Linked DNA regions of Mus musculus: region 1 is linked to region 2. A link is a contact called in public Hi-C data. All regions are on one chromosome and are shown on one strand. The core of a region is the stretch at or near the end of the contact, and the rest is flanking DNA. Distances in the headings are between cores, read along the strand shown. Region 1 holds the start of Tamm41 (TAM41 mitochondrial translocator assembly and maintenance homolog). Region 2 overlaps Atg7 (autophagy related 7).

Evidence for each region. A called contact is a pair of places that touch in the nucleus more often than the background predicts.
Region 1: a contact with region 2 is called in a Hi-C map of olfactory sensory neurons, with 4 times the contacts expected there. The contact joins the promoter of Tamm41 here to the enhancer-like site in region 2. A contact is called at or near these places in 3 of 39 promoter capture datasets (embryonic stem cells, liver and trophoblast stem cells), 3 of 484 Hi-C or Micro-C datasets (embryonic stem cells and olfactory sensory neurons), 1 of 115 datasets of contacts at active chromatin or transcription factors (double positive thymocytes) and 3 of 9 other capture datasets (adipose tissue, embryonic stem cells and liver).

What each region holds. Positions count from the first base shown.
Region 1 is chr6:115,035,776-115,039,526 of GRCm38.p6, reverse strand. Tamm41 (TAM41 mitochondrial translocator assembly and maintenance homolog) reads left to right here and starts at 1,653. Exons shown (of 8, transcript NM_026894.1): 1 at 1,653-1,877. The coding sequence starts at 1,743.
Region 2 is chr6:114,804,153-114,808,458 of GRCm38.p6, reverse strand. All of the region lies in intron 18 of Atg7 (autophagy related 7), which reads right to left. Among named protein-coding and RNA genes, the nearest start is that of Gm52917, 72 kb to the right of the region's middle. Within about 2 kb of position 2,343, at least 32 of the 459 cell types and tissues checked have an H3K27ac peak or open chromatin away from gene starts, as enhancers often do. A contact at or near this core is called in olfactory sensory neurons, where this site is marked.

The DNA.
Region 1 (3,751 bases), core at 404-2,903, 230 kb before region 2:
AGATGCCAGTACCATGAATGACCACCAAGAACAGTAGCAGCAGTGGAGTACAGACATCTGGAGCCTAGAAGACAAGCTGTGTGCTACAAAGGACAGGGCTGAAGAAGGACTCAAGCCCTTGGAGGAGCCCAGAAGATTGTGAGTTGGATCCCAGACATTGGATAATTTTTGCTTTTGATTGTGACTGTGCCCTGATATTTTTCCCTCTTGAAGGAAGGAAGTATTTTAGTGGATCCCACAGTTAAGAAACTTTTAATTGTAAAAAGAGTTTGGATTTTAAAAGAGATGGATATTTTAAAGAGATTGAAATTTTAAGAATATGTAAAGACGCTCTTAGCGACCGGGACTGCTCTAAGGTCTGCCCCGCGCAGGACAGCAGACAGCGTGTTCTACCATCTTTCCCCAAGCCTCTGAATAAAGTGTTTAAACAAGCCCCCCCCCAAAAAAAAGAATATGTAAAGACTGTGGGACTTTTAAAGTTATTTAGATCTTGGGGATGAATAAGAATGTAAGGGTTGAGGCTTACTAGTGATGTGTTTGTGTATCAGGTTGACAAGGGGTCAATTGTACTGGCTAGTTTTGTGTCAACTTGACACAGCTGGAGTTATCACAGAGAAAGGAGCTTCAGTTGAGGAAATGCCTCCATGAGATCCAACTGTAAGGCATTTTCTCAATTAGTGATCAAGGGGGAAAGGCCCCTTATTGGTCAGACCATCTCTGGGCTGGTAGTCTTGTATTCTATAAGAGAGCAAACTGAGCAAGCCAGGGGAAGCAAGCCAGTAAAGAACATCCCTCCATGGCCTCTGCATCAGCTCCTGCTTTCTGACCTGCTTGAGCTCCAGTCCTGACTTCCTTGGTGATGAGCAGCAATGTGGAAATGTAAGCTGAATAAACCCTTTCCTCCCCAACTTGCTTCTTGGTCATGATGTTTGTGCAGGAATAGAAACCCTGACTAAGACACCATCCCTGAAGGGGCAAGAAGACTTCTCTGACTCTAAAATTGAATGCAAATGTGAGGGAATATTTATACAATATGTTTCCTTTTATGGAACATTTATTTATTATCAGACTTGAAAAAGACCTTTAACATGAAGAAACCACAGTCAGTTTCTAGCAATCACAATCCCCTGGGCCGGCATGTTTTACATTTCTTTTGTTTTTCTAAATCTTCAAATGCTCCTACAACTTGGCACTAGAGGTGATAGCTCCACAAGGTTGTGAATGAGGTAGTTCATGCTTTCATCTTAGCCCTTTGGAGACAGAGGCAGGTGGATGGCTGTGAGTTCGAGGCCAGCTTTGTCTATATAGCAAATTCCAGGGCTGTTGCACAGTGAAACCCTGTCTGAATGCTTTGAGGCCAGCCTGGTCTACAGAGTTAGTCCAGGACAGACAGGGATACACAGAGAAACCCTATCTCAAAAAAAAAAACAAAAAGCAAAAAGAAAATCAATATAAGGATGATTTAATTAATTAAATGGTTTAATAACCATTCGTAGTTTTAGTGCTACAAAGGATTTGCTAGGCTCTATAGCAGGTTGTCACAGGATAGACATGTAATGTGCTCCTCCGCCGGCTAGAGGGCGCTACGGAGCCTCGGCCTCCCCGCAGGTTGCCAGCTGCCCGCTCTGAAGCGCGCGTGCGTGGAGGGGCGGGACCGGGCGGAAGCGCGGTCCGCACGACCGGGAATTGCGAGCACAGGGTCGGCACAGCACCGTCTGTCCCACCGGCGGGCCAGCCCGCCCATGGCGCTGCAGGCGCTGCACAGCTCGGGCGTGGGCCTGCGCAGGATCCTGGCTCACTTCCCGGAGGACCTGAGTTTGGCCTTCGCCTACGGCTCCGCGGTGTATCGCCAGGCAGGACCCAGTGCCCACCAGGAGGTGAGTCGGAGGCCCCCTAGTTCCCCGACCAGTCCCATGCCTGGCACCTGTTCGCCCTCGCCGTTCCTCGCATGCCTTTCATTCCTGCGGAGCCCGGACACGCCAAGAGCCAATTGTTGAAATGTTCATCCTAGCAAAGTGTCCTTCGGTGTGAGCGGAATTTGGATTTCCCTGGTCAGGGTTGGCTGAAGGCTGCCCTCGAACTCACAGTACTGGAATTAAAAGGCTCGTGTTGTCACGCCAGGCAAATCTATATGTTTACATTTACTTAGTGATTATATAGCAAGCGCACCTGTACTTCTGCGCACACTTGAAGGTCACAGGACGACTTGAGGGAGTTGTTTCTCTCCTTGCACCACGTGGGTCGTGGTAGGTTGAACTCAGTTTATCTGGTTTGGCAGCAAGTGCTATTATATGCCGATCCATCACCAGCCTGAGCTGATAGGATAAGTGAGGCATGAGTAGTCTGTCTCCAATCTAAGTTGGGAGTGATGAGGAAGAGGTGGTGGCATTGCAGAGATGTAGTGGGAAGGGGGAAAAAACAAAGTAGCAGGTCCTACTTAAGTGTTTTCAGCCTTTGTCATTGGAGTTTTCCATAGCTTTTTAGCAATACAAAGACTGGTTTTGTCTGCAGGGATTGATTTCATTGGCCTAGGACTTTAGCAGTGTGTAAAACATCCCAGGTGACTAATTGGAAGCTAACTTTGAAAATCCCATCGAAAGATAAGGAGAAAATACGGAATGATCCGTGGGCTTCAGGAAGTTGATGGACTGGGTGTAGGGCCCAGGCAGGTAGCACATTTATTCAGGTCAGCACATTGAACAGGAATCTAGTTAGGATTGAGGCTTGTTACTCCAGAGTACGGAGTCTCAGTCACTGTACAGTAGGGCATCCTGGGTCTAGCTCCTGGCCAGGTCTTTCTTCCAGTTAAAATTCACCTGGTGTTTCTTGAATTTCTTCTACATCCTACCGATTTTCTCTAACAAATGGGAAAGTATGGATCATGGGCATATGAGAAATTGTGAGCTGTCCAGTTACTTCATATAGATTATCATAATTATACATTTTTTTTTTTACAATCATCCTTCAGTCAGGCATTGTGGTGTACCCACTTGTAATCCCAGCTTTAGGGAGACAGAAACCGGTGGATCCCTGGGGCTTCCTGGCTCCCGGCATACTTGGCAAGCTCCAGGTCAGTAAGAGACCCTGTCTCAGAAATAGATTAGATGGAGCGTGGGAGCAACAATCCGCGCCCTCTGACCTGCAAACATGGCTTCATATATCTGTACATACATGAAACTATCCATGTTACCTCCGAATCTTAAGTAATATCACCGATGGTTTAAGACCAGCCTGGGAAACAGCATTCCTGAACCTCCCGATAGACAGCTTGTAGGTTTTCAAAGAGGTTCTCCTCCGAGCTGACCTACACATCTCTCCCAGAGAGGACCCTTATTTCCTCTTCTTTTTCATTCTCTGCATTCATGCCAACAATTCTGTTGTGTTCTTCCAGGACGTTAGTGCCTGAATGGGCTCCCCTCCTCTGGAAAGTTCTTTAATGTGGAAAGTCGCCTTGATCTCATTTAGTACTGCATGAGTATGTTTTGTTAACAGCAGCATCAGACTGGGGGAGGGGGCGGGTTCTGGAACACGCCTGGCTCCAGAACAGGGAAGAGTTTCACTAACGTGACAGCCGTTTTCCACGCTTCCTGGGTTTCTTCTCCATGCTGTGTCCCCCTCTTACATTCCTCAGAACTCACACATGTCACATCCAAGAAAAAATCCTTTCTCCTTATTCTCCTGACTAATTTGAGTGCAGTTTGTATGTTAAGCGTTCCTATGTAGAATCTACTTGGACATAATTTGTCTATCT
Region 2 (4,306 bases), core at 1,094-3,593:
AGATAGGGGCAGGACCAATGTCTGTCTCATAGAGTGTTTCTCCAGCAATCCTGGATGAAGAGCATGCTTTATGACTGCCTACTGCAGAACAAAGTATGCTGAACCCACCTCATGCTGTGCACATCGGCTGCTGAGCACCCTGGCTACTGAGCACCCTGGATGCTGAGCACCCTAGATGCTGTGCCTACTGGCTGCTGAGCACACTGGATGCTGAGCACCCTGGATGCTGAGCACCCTGGATGCTGAGCACCCTAGATGCTGTGCCTACTGGCTGCTGAGCACACTGGATACTGAGCACACTGGATGATGCTCAGCCCACCTGATGCTCAGTCCATTGATGTTAGTTTGGTTCTTGAATATTCTAGAAGGCCCATGGTACTATCTATATCGTATGGAAGAAAACAGGGCTCAAAGGGCAGGCACTAATGTCACAATGTCACTCCCCATGTGAGGTGGGGCTGAAAACACATGGATTTTATAGTTTGCGCAGAGTGAAAGCACCTGCAGGGGTGAGCAGAACCTGTGACTGCAGATCAGGGGCTCCTCAGAGGAACCATGTTGAGAGGAAACATGGTCTTGCAAATGGTATCTGCTATAACTCTAGGCAGCATGTAAGAACTCACAGGAGTTCAGCTTTAAAGTCCCCTGGACGTATGCACATATGTATTCCTTGAGGTAGCAAGATGTCGGCCATCACAACAAACTGCCACATGCAAATCACTTCCTCTGACATTCCAAGGCTCCAACACAGAGCTATCCTGCCAATCTCAAAGGGTGAGGTAATTTGCCAGTCAAATATCCTGGAAGTCCCCATTATAGACGAGGGTCAGTTAAGCCACCTGTGTGCAGTGTACCACTTCATTTGGTTGCAGGGAGCAAAAGACACAGGAAATATAGTTGTACTGGACACAAGTTGTTCTGCTTGCCTGTAACTGTTGTAAACTCACAACTTGAATGCTTGGATGTAGTAGTGGTTCACCCTAGAAATCCCAGTGAACTACAGCTTCATTAACAAGCACATTAGCATGCTTGTTTAAACCCTAGTCAGTGATTTTTTTCAACCAAGGTAGATTAGCACAATAATCTTGGAGAGTTGATTTCTAAAGGAATTCTTTGTAAGAGTAACTCATTAAGTATCTGTGCTAGATTTTGTCAGCTTTCACAAACTAGAGTCATCTGTAAGCGGGAACCTTAGCTGAGAGATTGCCTCCATCAGACTGACCTATACGTCTGTGTGAGACATTTTCTTGATCAATGGCTGGCATGGGAGGGCACAGCCCACTGTGGGTGTGCCACCTCAGGGCAGGTGGTCCTGCAGTGTATAAGAAACCAGGTCAGGAAAGCCATGAAGAGCAAGCCAGTAAGCATTCCCCATGGCCTCTGGTTCAGTTTCTACCCCGACTTCTCTCTAATGACAGACTGTAACCTGTAAACTGAAATGAGCCCTTTCCTCTCCTGAGTTGGTTTGGGGTCAGTGCAGTATTATAGAAACAGAAAAACAATCTAGGATGGCATATTTCTAAATTCTTCAAAACAAAACAAACATTGGACACATTACTGGGCCCAGACCTCTTTAATATGACTGAGGTAATTACCGATAAGACACTGAGTGCAGAAGTGCCCCCTGATCTCTCATCTTTAGTTCCCTGCCAAGTCAAACGTGCATCCACCTACAAACGTATCCACCTACTCATCAATGTACCTGTCTATCCATCCATGCATCCACCCACTCACTCATATATACACCCATCCTCCCACCCACTCAGCCAACAATGGATGTTTTTATTTAATTCAAGGATAGCCTCAGCCACTGAGCAAGACTTTGTCTTAAAGTAAAAAAAAAAAAAAAAAAAAAGCTTTTCTGTGAAAGACCGCACAATCAATAATCACACACACACACATACACACACTAAAGTTGGTAGACTAAAAATAGTGTGTCTTCTGGTGTGGTTTTACATTTGTCCCTACAAGCAGATATGCAAGGACATTTTGTTAGTGGCACTTCTGCATCTTACTATCTTCTTTCAAGCCACCCTCTGCTAACAAGTCAGGGCTCGATTACCAGTGTGTCTGGCTTAATGGTGTAAACAAGCATATTCACTGAGAGATGAGAGAAGGCCATAATGCAAAGTCCAACAAGACAAGGCAGCTGCACGCTGCTCCAGCATGCCCACCAGTGGCTACCCACTCATACAGAACATGGCACCAGCAGAGCAAAGCCCACTGCCTACAGATATCGCAAGCACACATATCCACTCAGGGGACTGTGCTAAACACATCAGGTCAAGATGACATCTGGTGAGCCTCTGGTGACTCCAAGCTCCTCCCAACCACCCATGACTCACAGGTGAGCAATGGTTTGCCCATCTCCAACCTATCAAGTGTGCCTAGAGCCCCACAGGAATTGTGAGGAACAGGTCTCAGGGCTCCAGAGAATGAGCTTGGTTCAGCTTTTTCCACGACGTAGTTCACTGCCAAGAATGCTACTTTTCCACAAGGAGAAGACTAATGTTGACAGGAGCTCATCTGAGGGGCCATACATTCAGATGTCCACTTCTCTTGAGCAGCCCAGTGCCTAACTCTAAGTGGCTGTGGAAACTTTTGGAATTTTAATGAAAAAAGAGCCCAGTAGGGGTTAGGGAGATGGCTCACTGGGTAAATGCTTGTTGGAGGGCATGAGGGATTGAGTTCAATCCCTAGCACCTACTAAGAACCTAGATGTAGTGGTCTAGGTCTCAAAATATAAAAAACCAAGGTGGAGAGCAATGCAAGACAACTAGATGTTGGCCCTGGCCTCCGCAAGTGCATGCATAGGCACCTGTGCAAATACACACATACTCACAGACACACAGACACACACACACACACACACACACTCGCAGACACACACACATATACACACACACAACACACACACAACACACACACACACTCGCAGACAAACACACACTCGCAGACACACACACACACACATACACACACATACACACACACATACTCGCAGATACACACACATATACACACACATACTCGCGCACACACACACATATACACACACACAACACACACACACACACACACACACACACGGGGTGCAGGGGAAGAGAGACTTCTGGGAGCACTAGAGCAGCAAGTTCTGGGAAGTGGGGATGACGGCAAGCTGAGAAGGAGCCAGCCTCTGGGGGTGTGCAGGTGGCCCCACTAGCTTCCACTTTCCTCCGAACTCACTCAGAGTCTACAGAATCCTCTGGTGTTTTGTACCAACTCCAAATGGTTTAAAAATAATTTGCTAAATATCTTCCTAGAGCCATGGAAACCTGAGGCCTTTATGAACTCTGTCCAGCCATACCTCAAAGGGTAAGCAGGGAGGAAAGTCATGCTCCCTGCTGGCTGGCTTAGCAAGTCAGCCCTCTGCCCATCAGTCCTGTGACATCACAGCTAACTGTGCCATCAGAGGCAGAGTGAGCATCTTCAGCCAGCTGAAAGAATCCTGGTGTTTCCAAACAGATTGTCTCTGCCCAGTCTCTTACTCAGCTACTGTACAGAACCTTAGCTGTGACACTGGGGAAGGGAATCTTGTTAAAGTCTCTATTATTTTGGAATAAAAGAAGTCAAAAATGGGAGGAAAATATCAATCAATATGTTAGTCACCACTTGAAGCATGTAAGGTGGGAAAATAAAACTTTTGCTGTCTTGAGAATTATTGATATTTGTGTAGGTGGATGATGTTAAATAGTGATGAGATCCATGTACAAAACAAATAAGAAGTGAAGAGATGCCCTGCCCGTCAGGCTAGGTGGTAGCTCGCAGGTGGAACCCAGGCAGAGCGTGTGTGAAGGCCTAGGTTTGATCCCCACACTGCAAGAAACAAAACTGAAACCAATACAAAAGCATTGGTTGACTGGGGAGACAGTCAAGCACATCCAGCTACTGAGAAGTGAATTTAACCTGGAGCTGCCCAGTTTCTCCCTGCTCCTAAGAATTCCCCAGCTTCTCTTCGGTTTCCTGAGAAACTAAAGTGTGCAGAACAGAGCCCCTTTGTTCCAAAGCCCTCTGTGTGGGACGACAGCAGAATCCTGAGTCTCCAAATTCAATAGAGTGTGCTCTAGGCCATGGTCCTGATGGTGAAGCTAGGGGACACCTTTAATCCCTATGGATGAAACTTCACACACTTGTCCTTAGCACAGCCCTCTGAGTGGTGAAACACCATCCCCACACCACAAAAGGGCACTGACAAGGCCTCAAACAGGCCAGCGCTCACAAGCACCACACAGGCAGGCCTTGCGCCTCTCTCTGCTTTTTCCAT